2 separate regions of the Mus musculus genome follow, and region 1 is linked to region 2. A link is a contact called in public promoter capture Hi-C data. All regions are on one chromosome and are shown on one strand. The core of a region is the stretch at or near the end of the contact, and the rest is flanking DNA. Distances in the headings are between cores, read along the strand shown.

Evidence for each region. Promoter capture Hi-C pulls out the DNA fragments that hold promoters and counts their contacts.
Region 1: a contact with region 2 is called in a promoter capture Hi-C map of hippocampal neurons, with 6 times the contacts expected there. The contact joins the enhancer-like site here to the promoter of Stac in region 2. A contact is called at or near these places in 4 of 39 promoter capture datasets (cranial neural crest, hippocampal neurons, liver and 1 more) and 1 of 9 other capture datasets (liver).

Annotation. Positions count from the first base shown.
Region 1 is chr9:113,512,192-113,517,562 of GRCm38.p6, reverse strand. The region is part of intron 2 of AU023762 (expressed sequence AU023762); the gene reads left to right. Among named protein-coding and RNA genes, the nearest start is that of Gm36540, 46 kb to the right of the region's middle. Within about 2 kb of position 2,207, at least 11 of the 459 cell types and tissues checked have an H3K27ac peak or open chromatin away from gene starts, as enhancers often do. A contact at or near this core is called in hippocampal neurons, where this site is marked.
Region 2 is chr9:111,686,173-111,691,710 of GRCm38.p6, reverse strand. It overlaps Stac (src homology three (SH3) and cysteine rich domain), which reads left to right and starts at 1,363. Exons shown (of 11, transcript NM_016853.3): 1 at 1,363-1,713. The coding sequence starts at 1,603.

The sequences.
Region 1 (5,371 bases), core at 958-3,457, 1.8 Mb before region 2:
AGGCTTTCATCTCTTTCTCATAAACAATGCTGATCTTATAGGGTTTTTTGTTTGTTTGTTTTTTTTGCTTTTGTTTTTGTTTTGCCTCGAAGTGGTACATATCTGTGTCTATTACTGTTAATAGATTACAGTAGTAATGGGGTCCCTAACTCTCACTTCAAAAATATACAACCCATAGGGCATTTTGTAAGGTTATACTTTCCCAAGATGGCTACAGAGGCACTTTCCACCTCATGTGGACATTACTGTGATGTTGCCATTCCATTCCCAAGGTTATAGTTTGGTCTCTCCACTGACCTGTGTTCCCACATGAACCCACAGGGTTGGCAAAGCCACACCAACATGTCTGAGATTATACCCTTTTGCCAGCTTGGCAATCTCTACATTTTATGTTGTGGAGCTAGTGGCCATGTAAGGCGTGCGATTGTTGTGAGGCCACGGGATGCTATGTCACGTATAATGGAAGAGAGGCCAAGGAGCAAAAAGCCCATCGGATACTGATGGAGAAGGCGTCATGGAAGAAGGTTTTCCAGCCTTGGATTTCTGAGTGCTCAGCGGAATCCCTCAGCGCATGAGACTTTTATAATGGAATTGCAAAGGAAAGAAGAGAGGCCCATTGGACACGCAAACTTTGTATGCCCCAGTACAGGGGAACGCCAGGGCCAAAAAGGGGGAGTGGGTGGGTAGGGGAGTGGGGGTGGGTGGGTATGGGGGACTTTTGGTATAGCATTGGAAATGTAAATGAGCTAAATACCTAATAAAAAATGGAAAAAAAAAAGAAGTGGTTCAGATGCCTGGTTTGGAAGTGATATAGGCTATTAGCAATAGAAAACGAAAGCTCTCTGTTTCTCTTGCAGATGTGTGTGTCTGTCCCCATGGCCTTGCTGACTCCAGGGAACTGAGCAATGCACGGGTGTCTCCTATCCAGGTGCCTGTCAACACCACCTTCACATAACACTTTGAACCCAAGCTTTCTCAAGCTGTCACAGAGCCTGACAGGTGTGGTGAGGCTGTAATAAGTCAATTTAACCCAGAGACTGCTAGGCTCTGCCTTGTCCTTAGTGAGTCCTCAGGACTAAGTTGGGAATAGAAGCAACTTTACCTTATGTGGAATCCTGCTGATCAACCCCTCCTCCCTGGGGAGTATTTAGAATATAGGAATATTTTCCCTCTAGTAGCGGAGACAGAAGTGCTACACCGTGGAGTTAGATCCCTAGACCTTAAAACATTGGAGATAAGATCTGCTAAGCCCTCCAGGCTGGCTTTAACGTATGGTCAGCCTCCTGAATGGCTGGAATTATGGGTCTGGCTGAGTGCACATTTGAATTTGAGTTTGGTGTAGTCTGAGATCTGCTTGCAGTGGTGGATGGAAAGGGAGTGCCCGGGGCTTTAACGTGTACAGCTCATGCGACTAAGAACTTACTGCGCGTCCTAGGCCTTTCTGCAGAATTCATGGCAATAATTCGTTTTCTTTTCTCTGCATAGCCCGGGCTGGCTTCAAACTCATGATTCTCCTTCCAGTTACTTTGTCAGTGGTGAGACTGAAGGTCTGCACTGACACACATACACGCACATACACACACACACACACACACACACACACACACGCACACACACAGAGGCACACGCACACACACGACAGTCAGTGAACAGCTTCAGGTGATTTTTCTTAGGTGCAGTCCACATTTTCTGAGGAAGCATGTCACTGTGGCCCAGAACTTGCCCAGCAGGCCAGGGTACCGAGGTCTGTGGATCTGTTTAGCTCCGCCTTCCCAGCATGGGGAATTAAAGACACAAGGGTATGAAACCCATTTTGTTCTTTTTTTTTTTTTTTTTTTTTTTGTGATGTGGGTTTTGAGGGTTGGATTTACATCCCTGCGCTTTCAAGGTAAACACTTTGCCACCAGAACCATTTCCCAGACTTCTCTCTTTTAACATTAGTCTTTAATCCACTTCATTGGACAAGCGAGGAGGCAGAGGTCCAGACCGCGCGCCTGGCTGGTCCTACAACACGAACAGAGCAATAGCAAGTCTGGTTTCTAAGGGCAGAAGGATTTGAGGCAGTGACAGACATGCTCATCCTAAGGAAACATGGAGGACACATAATTTTAATCCGAAAGTGTAGCAAAGAGCTGGCCCCTGGACTCCGTGTGAACGCCGCAAACCCTGGCTGTCGGCTCACCCCATTCAGCTGAGCAGTTTTTGGCAAACATCGGCACATCACATCATCCCCCTCCCCATCTCCACTCGGAGGTTCTTCCGTTTCCAGCACATATGTTCCTCTGTTCTGGAGTTTTTCCTGACAGAAGCAGCAGGTTTTTGACAAACAACTTTAATATTCTTTGCTTCTGTGTGGCTGGCTCTAATAATCCTGAAAGCCTACAAGGTCACGAGGAAGATTAAATCTGAGACATCGGAGGCAGATTTTGACACATCATTATTTAAATCCTGAGCTGCTCTAGGGCTCCTGTCCCCAAGAGCCCTGATTCACTGTCCAAATGAACACCCCAAATTCTACGAGGTTGCTGAGCACGGATTCTGGAGTCCTGACGGGAAATGCCGGCTCTGCTTGGCGTGACAAGGCCCTCGCTTTCTGTCCCGGAAGAGTTATTGCCTGTGGGGAGAATGAGGGTTTCAGGAAATCTGGGTCCTCTCCCATCTCTTGCTGTGGACTTTAGGATTTCATCCAATCTTCACAAATCCTCCATGATTTCTACTTACGAAGTTATTTATATCATTTTGTTTTTTAAAGACATATTTATATTTATTTTTTATTTTTGCGCGCGCGCGCATGTGCGCGCGCGCACACACACACACACACACACACACACACACACATGTATGCTTGCTGTAGCTGTATGGGTCCTTGAATAAACCAGAAGAGGGCGTCAGATCTCCTGGAGCTAGAGTTAGAGGTGGTTTAATGCTTACAACATGCGTGCAGGGAAAAAACCCCTCAGGACCCTTGTAAGAGCAGCTTCTGAGCCATCTCTGCAGCCTATTCTGCTTTATTTTAATTGAGATATATGTTTTTTAAAAATAAAAATGTACATATTTTGAACAGTTTGATAAAAACTTAAATGTATGGTCCAAGTGGGCATAACCCCAATTGAGAGAGGGGCACTTTCACCATTCCAGAGGATACTTGCTCTTCCTAGGATTGTAAGGGCATGCCTACTACATTGCCTGGGCTGATTTTTTTTTCTTTTGAGACAGATATCACTATGTAGCTCTGGCTGTCCACAACTCACTCTGTTGACCAGGCTGGCCTCTACTTCACAGAGATCAGCCTGGCTCTACCTCCTGAGTGCTGGAATTAAAGGCATTGCCACCATACCCAGGTCTTCCTTCCTTCCTTCCTTCCTTCCTTCCTTCCTTCCTTCCTTCCTTCCTCTTTCCCTCCTCCCCTCCCTCCTTCCTTCCTTTCCTCCTTCCCTCCCTCCTCCTCTCCCTCCTCCCTCCCTCCCTCCCTCCCCTCCCTCTCACCCTCCTTCCTTCCTTCCTTCCTCTTTCCCTCCCTCCCTCCCTCCTCCCCTCCCTCCTCCCTCCCTCCCTCCCTCCCTCCTTCCCCTCCCTCTCACCCTCCTTCCTTCCTTCCACATGGGTCCTGGCAATAGAACTCAGCTCTTTCTGCTTTCAAGGAAAGTGCTATGAACTGCGATCTCTAGGTCCACTCTACCACTTAAAACCTCCCTGTCTTATCCTCCAGGATTGCCGTGCTATGTCCCAAGCTCCCGATGTACTTACGCGATACATTTGAATCACATCCAAACCCTAGCACAGGGGAGACATTTGTTCCCCTTTGGTATGACACTTCTTTATATAAAACCTGATAGAGGGATGAAGGGAGGGAGAGAGGAAGAGAGAAAGACACACACACACACACACACACACAGAGAGAGAGAGAGACAGACAGACAGACAGACAGACAGACAGACAGTCAGACACACAGGCACACAGATACACAGACACACAGACAGACAGAAACACACAAAAAGAGAGTACAGGCTGGACCCCAATAGCCTTTTCATGGGTACCCATCTACTCACTTAACTTCATTACACTAAACCACACCCCTTAAAGTTTCTATCACCGACCCCCTCTCCCCTGAGCCTCAGGCTGTCAATAAAGACTTAAAAATGGGTCCTTGGTGGAAAATTCCAGACCAGAGCACAGGTTAGAACTGCCAGGCATTACTTCATTAATCAAATCAAATGAGTAATCATCTTGGTTGTGGCTGATTTTGGAAAATCATTTTAAAATAGAGGGCTTGTCACAGCATCACAGTGCACCCATGTCACACCATCACTCACAGTGCACCCAGGTCATAGCATCACTCACAGTGCACCCATGTCACAGCATCACTCACAGTGCACCCATGTCACACCATCACAGTGCACCCATGTCACAGCATCACTCACAGTGCACCCATGTCACACCATCACAGTGCACCCATGTCACAGCATCACTCACAGTGCACCCATGTCACACCATCACAGTGCACCCATGTCACAGCATCACAGTGCATCCATGTCACAGCATCACTCACAGTGCACCCAGGTCACAGCATCACAGTGCACCCATTTGGCATCAGGGAGCAGAGGTGGTGCAGCTTCTGCAATCATGGCAATGAGATAGCTGAAGGATATGGTGATAGCCAAATCTGTGGCCATGGCAACAGAGCCTCTCACAGTCCATAGTGAAGGGAGAAAGGGGAGAGCGACTGGATCCTCAGTTACAATTCCAGCTCCCTCCTTCCTTGTAGCTGCATTGGATTGCAGGAGGAGCTAGAATGTGCAGGGGATGAAAGGTTACCTGAAGACAATGCTCTGTGATACAGTGTCCAAGAGGTCGTGGTCCATGATAGGGTGGGGCTTGGTAGTAAGAGCTGTTTCCAATTGCCCTCTGTGTTGGTTTTGTTTTTATTGCTTTGATAAAGATGGTGACCAAAACCAACGACTTGGAGAGGAAATTGTTCCTGAAGGCAGAACCTACCTAAAGCAGAAACCATGGAGGGGTGCTGCTTTCTGGCTTGCTCCCAAAGGCTCGCTCAGCCTGCTTGCTTTTACCTCCAGGGACCTCCCACCTCAAATATTACATTAAAAAATGCCCCATAGATGTGTCTATAATCTGAGGGAGGCATTTTCTCAACTGATGCCCCCTCTTCCTGGAAGACTCCAGCTTATGCCAAGTTGACCAAAAAACCAACCAGTACACCCATTCTTCTGTGAGTTTAATCTCATTTATGCTCTTCTGAGTAATCTATCCTACTCCAAATTCCTGGTTCAGCAAGCTAGCATTAGGTGGAATTACACCTTCGTGCTGTGTCTCAGATGGACTTTTGTTTGTATCTCTTCAAGAGGATAACACA
Region 2 (5,538 bases), core at 114-2,613:
GATCCATTTATCCGATGCTGTGTCCCTCTGTCTGTGTCTACCTAAGGCTGGTGGTTGTTGGTGCAACTTCAGCTAGTGAGAATTTTGTTTCCAGTTAACAGATGAGGATTATGTTTCATGGAGGAACACCTGGGGCCTTCCAGGCTTACTGGTGAGGTTGGTCTAAGTCACAGGGGTGAGGGGTGGGGGTGGGTAACAGGGTTTGTTTGATTTTAGGGTTGTTTTTGCTCATATCTTTTTTCTTTTGTTTTATCTTTTAAGACAGGTTGTTACTATGTAGTCCAGGTTAATCTAGAACTCATCACTTAGCCCAGGCTGATCTAGAACTCATTACTTAGCCCAGTCTGGCCTAGAACCCTCAATTATATTCTTACATGAGCCTCCTGGGTAATGTTTGTGATTTTGGAGATGAGCTGGAGGAGAGTAGATAGAAATAAGGATTTATATGTGCACATGAAAATATCACAAATGACCCAGTTACTCTACATGTTAATCCCAAATGACAAAATAAATTTAGTTTTCTAGACATAAAAATAAGGAGGGAGTCTAGTATTCATGTACGAAAGGCTTTTTATAAATGTAGAAGTATTCCCTCTGGCTACATACTCTGTTGTGTCTAAAAACTAAACCGGATCCTTCTATGCCTTGGTCCAGTGATGCTCTGTCTCCTGCCAATCTCCATGCCAAGAGATTGAGTAAAGCGGTCCAGTTCACCGGTCTAAGCAGGTTCTAAAATGCAAGCCCAGCCCTGAAGCCCAACTTCTTTCAGCCTCTAAGCCTGGCTTAGCTTTGAGGCACCCCAGTCCAAATGGCATGGATTTGAAAAGCTCTGCCATTTATAGCTGAGTGGCTTTAAGCAACCCTTTTCAAACCTAGGTTTCCTCGTCTATAAATGGAAGTGACCATGCCTAACCCATAGTGAGCCTGTGAGGCTCAGTAGGAGAAATTGGGGACCAGGTGTCCATACACCAAGTGTATTATCTGCCTGATTTAGATCAAAGCAGAACATTGGAAATTGCAGTGCCCATGGGTCAGAGGACGCCCACACTAGTTCCTGCTGTCACTGAACTATAAATTAAGCTAAGTACCACCACATCTCTCTTCATGCTCAGGGCCGCCAGGGATGAAGGGTTCGCTGAAGGTGGCCCATAGCACTTGTTTGTACTCTCTTTTCTGTTCCTTGGGGGTTTGCTGAGCGGTTTCCTTAGAACATCACTAGACCCAGCGCGGGCGCTCAGCGCGGATCTCCCACACTGTCGGAGTGGGCGCGGCCCCCTCCCGCCCTGGGTTCCCCGCACGACCACGCAGCCCCGCCCCAAGCCGCCGCCTCCCGTCCTCGGAGGGGCCAGCCCGGGCCCACCCGCCCGCTGCGGTGGGCGGCAGTCACGACTAGAGGCGCGCGATCTCCAGTGAGGTGGCTGCGGGCGCTGCGCGGGGCGGGGCGGAGGCCGGGGAGGTGGGCAGGACCTGGTCAGGCGAGGCCCCAGGGCACACGCCGCCGCCTGGCGCGATGGACATCCCGGGGACCCGGCGGCACTGAGCGATCAAGCACGAGCCTGCGGTTCCCCCAGAAGCCCAACACAGTTCCCGCGGCCGGCCACGATGATTCCTCCAAGTGGCGCCCGCGAGGACAGCGGAGACGGACTGACCGGGGAGGCAACGGGCACAGAGCAGCCGCCCTCTCCTGCGTCCACCAGCAGCCTGGAATCCAAGGTACAGCGCGCCTACACTGGGGAAACACAGAGTCCCTTTCCCTCTGACACCTTTCCTCTGGGGTCCGGGTGCCAGAAGAGATGGGACTCATCCCTAGAGAACTGGGATCCACTGGACCCGTTGCTTCTCATGCTGAGACAGCTGCGCGGACCCAAACCTTTGCAGAGCTTCTGCCTTAGGAGCCCAAGCACTTTACCCTAACCCTGGTGCCCAGATGGCTTCCTTAAGTGGGAGAAGGAGTTTGGATGATGCATGCCCTGAACATACTCGTGCCCACAGCCAGAGTGGGTATGGGTAGCTCCTGGGGGCAGAAAGACCGACACAGCCTAAGGGTACTCTTTTGCATAGCTTTAGCACCCAGCCCACAAAGTGTACCTCATCCTGGGGCTCAGGGATCCTTCACTTACCAGGGTGCCTCCCTAGCTTAAGATACCAAGAGTTTAAAGAAATATATTAAACGAACATAAGTAACTGGTCTGCAAGAAAGTTAGCATTCCCCTTGTAAAAGTTGCTACTCTGTAGAACTTAACACTTGTCTTTTTAAGAGTCACACTAACACATATACACAAACGCAACCCCGCAGCACGTCTCCTGTCACATTTATACTTCCTTTGAAGCTGGCGTGGGTGCCAGGCACATGTTTGGAAAAGTTGGAAGAGAACCAAGCAAAGCGTGGCTGCTTAACAGCACAGAGCCAAATGGCAACCGTGCCAGGAGAGTAAAATTCATAAGATGGAGTTGCTGTTAGCTTCGTAGATTCCTTTACGTGCAAGGCTCCTGGATGTGCAGAGGTCTCTATGGGTACCCGGGGCATTGCAGGGATGTCAGCGCTCCCAATACCACAAAGGGATCCATGTTTAGGGGGCCATCAGCTCAAGGAAAAGTGAGACCCTGTGGTTACACCGTACAGACTTGGACGGCATCGTAGCTCAAGAGGCGCTGGCGTAGGGCAGAATGCTGGCACTGTATGCTTTCGGTGTCAATAGTTAACCACCAGAGACGGTGGTGGTCTAAGACCTAAAGCTTTGGCCCCTCCAATTTAACTCTTGGCTATCTCATCTGGGCACTAGTGGCAACTTCTCTGACATCCAATTGAAAAGGCAGACAAGACCATTTGAGGAATAGATGAGACTGCCTAACTCTACCCTGCTAGCTCGACAGACTTGTCCCTTTGCTGTGAGAGCTAGGGAAGTGGGATCCACCACACTACATAGGCTTCTAGAGCAGGCTCCCTGCCCACATCCGAAACACCTCTTTTCTACCTGGAACCTGATGCAATTCATTCCACTATCCCTCCTAGAGAGTCAGAGCGCCAGCTGCCATTTCAGAGGGGATCTGGAGTTCTGTAGGTAGTGTAAGCGCAGAAGTGAAAGACTTTGTTCTTTTAAACTTTGCATTGGGTCTACCATCCTGCATCCTGCGGTAGGTATGCTCTGCAAAGGTCTTAGCCTTTGGGTAAAACAGCAGCCTGATTGAAACACACAGCATGGGCTTGCTATTTATAGATGTCCTCATGTAAATCATTTGGCAAAGCAAAAACCTTCTATGTAATGCCCGTAATTACCCACCAATTTATCCAGCTTACCATTCAGATCTGTAGACGTCCACTTTTCTCAGTCATCTACCTGCCTGATATGTGTCTCTGCGTCCATCAGTTTGCCACTGTGGCTTAGGCGTCCTAGCCAATGGAGATGAGTTCTACCAAGGGCCTCCTGGACCCTCTGGTACTAGACACAGAACAGCCTGCATGGGTGTGATTTTGTTTTTCTTGAAGTCGTATTTAGAGCTGGATTGAGGAGTTCATACCCTCAAAAGAGGCTGGCCTGCTGCTATGGAAGAGAGCTGGTGATGGGTAGATGGCTTGGGATAGGAGCTGGCGAGACCATCATTGTGCGTAGTGAACTGCACGGGCCTTTAAGAGGCTCTGTTCCATTAGAGAGGAACAAGCCTGCTGAGAAAATGTCAGCGGCAAAGCAGGGATGGCTATCTATTGGACTCTCCCAGGAAGTGGTAGTATTGGTTCAAAGGTGCACATCCCAATATAAGCAAGAAGATAGATGTCTAATGCATCCCAAAAATGTCAAGTAAGCTAAACAGTACTCCATATATCAAGAAAACATCACATGGACTCTATAATTGTAACCCAATTATGATAGATCAGCTAAACACACTCATTTTTTTTTTAATTCCATCCAGAAGGTGCATGGTATAGGTCCTACTGGGCACTGAAATTTTTCTGGCCTTTTTTGGACGTTTAGGGTTTTTTTTTTCTCATTATATGGATTAATTTAAGTATGCATGTGCATATGCGCTTATTACAGTGCCCATGTGGAGGTCAGAAAACAAGTTGCAGGATTCAGTTCTCCCCTCCTGCCAATGGGGAACTCAGGGATCAAACGCAGCTCATGGGGCTCGTGGCAAGTGTCGTTACCCACTGAGCCATCCTACTAGCCCATGGAGACTTTTACAATTCCTTTTAAGAGATACTTTTTAGGTGGCCATGGAGCTATAATCCTCACACTTGAGACGAAGAGGCAGGAGAGCTGCAGCATGAGACCCTGTCTCAAGAAAGAAAGAGACAGACAGACAGACACAGAGAGAGAATGTCTAGCTATAAGAATAACAAGTATTAAATATTTGACAAGTCCAGGGGCCAGGGGAACACCCATTGACTGACAAACTCAGGTAGCACTTTATTCTCTATCTTGCCTATTTTTTTGCCTAATTTTATGCTTACTTAGTGCCAAGGGCAGTCCTGAGTATCTAGTAAATGTTGCCTCTAGTCAGACACAACTCTAAACTTCACACTAGAAGCTTCTACTGTGACATCCATTTCATGGCTAACGAAGTAAGAAGGTCTGGGAAGATAGATGCCCTGGCCAAGGTCACGGCAAGAGCAGCACCAGAACCATGTGACCTTGGATCTGGTATTTTCCATCCTTACCTGTCTTGTTTGTGCAGTGCTCACATCATTCTGATGGTCTAAAGATCAGAACCTCCCTGAGAGATCTGGTGCTGGTAACACATTGTGTCTTCAATCGCGCTTCCCCCTCCTCTTCTTTCTTTCCTTTTCCCTTATCCTCTTTTTGTTTTGTCTAGGATTATAAACATACATCACTACACCTGCCTGTAGATCTTTTAATTACCTTATTTATTACTTATTTATGTGTATGCACACATTTTTGCAAGAGTGTACATAGCATGGTGCACATATTTGAAGATCTGAGGACAACTTTTGGGAGTCAGTCCTGCCCCCCCCCACCACCACATGGGTTCTGGGAATCAAACTCAGGTGGTCAGGCTTGGAAGCAAGAGCCTTCATCCGTGGAGCCACCCAGTTGTGTCTTCTGAAGGAATAGGGCTAGAGCCAGGCAGTGGTGGTGTATGTCTTTGATCCCAGCACTCTGAGTCAGAGGCAGGAGGATCTCTGAGCCTGATCTACAGAGTGAGTTCCAGGACAGCCAGGAACACATGAAAGGACTCTGCCTTGAAAAACAAAACAATAAAAGAGCAAAAGGAAGGAAGGAAGGGAGGGAGGGAGGGAGGGAGGGAGGGAGGGAGGGAGGGAGGGAGGGAGGGAGGGAGGGAGGGAGGAAAAGGGCTAGGGAGGTGGCTTTCTTAGTAAAGTGCTTGCATGGCAAACATGAAGTTCCAAGTTTGGTCCCTCAAACATCCCTTTAAGAAGCTAAGCACAGTTGTGCCTACTTATAATCACAGTGCTGGGGAGACAAAAACCACAGATCTGTAGGTCTTAGAACCAGCCAGCCTACATGCCTCCTTGGCATGTTCTAGGCCAATGAAAGACTTGGCCTCAGAAAGCAAGGT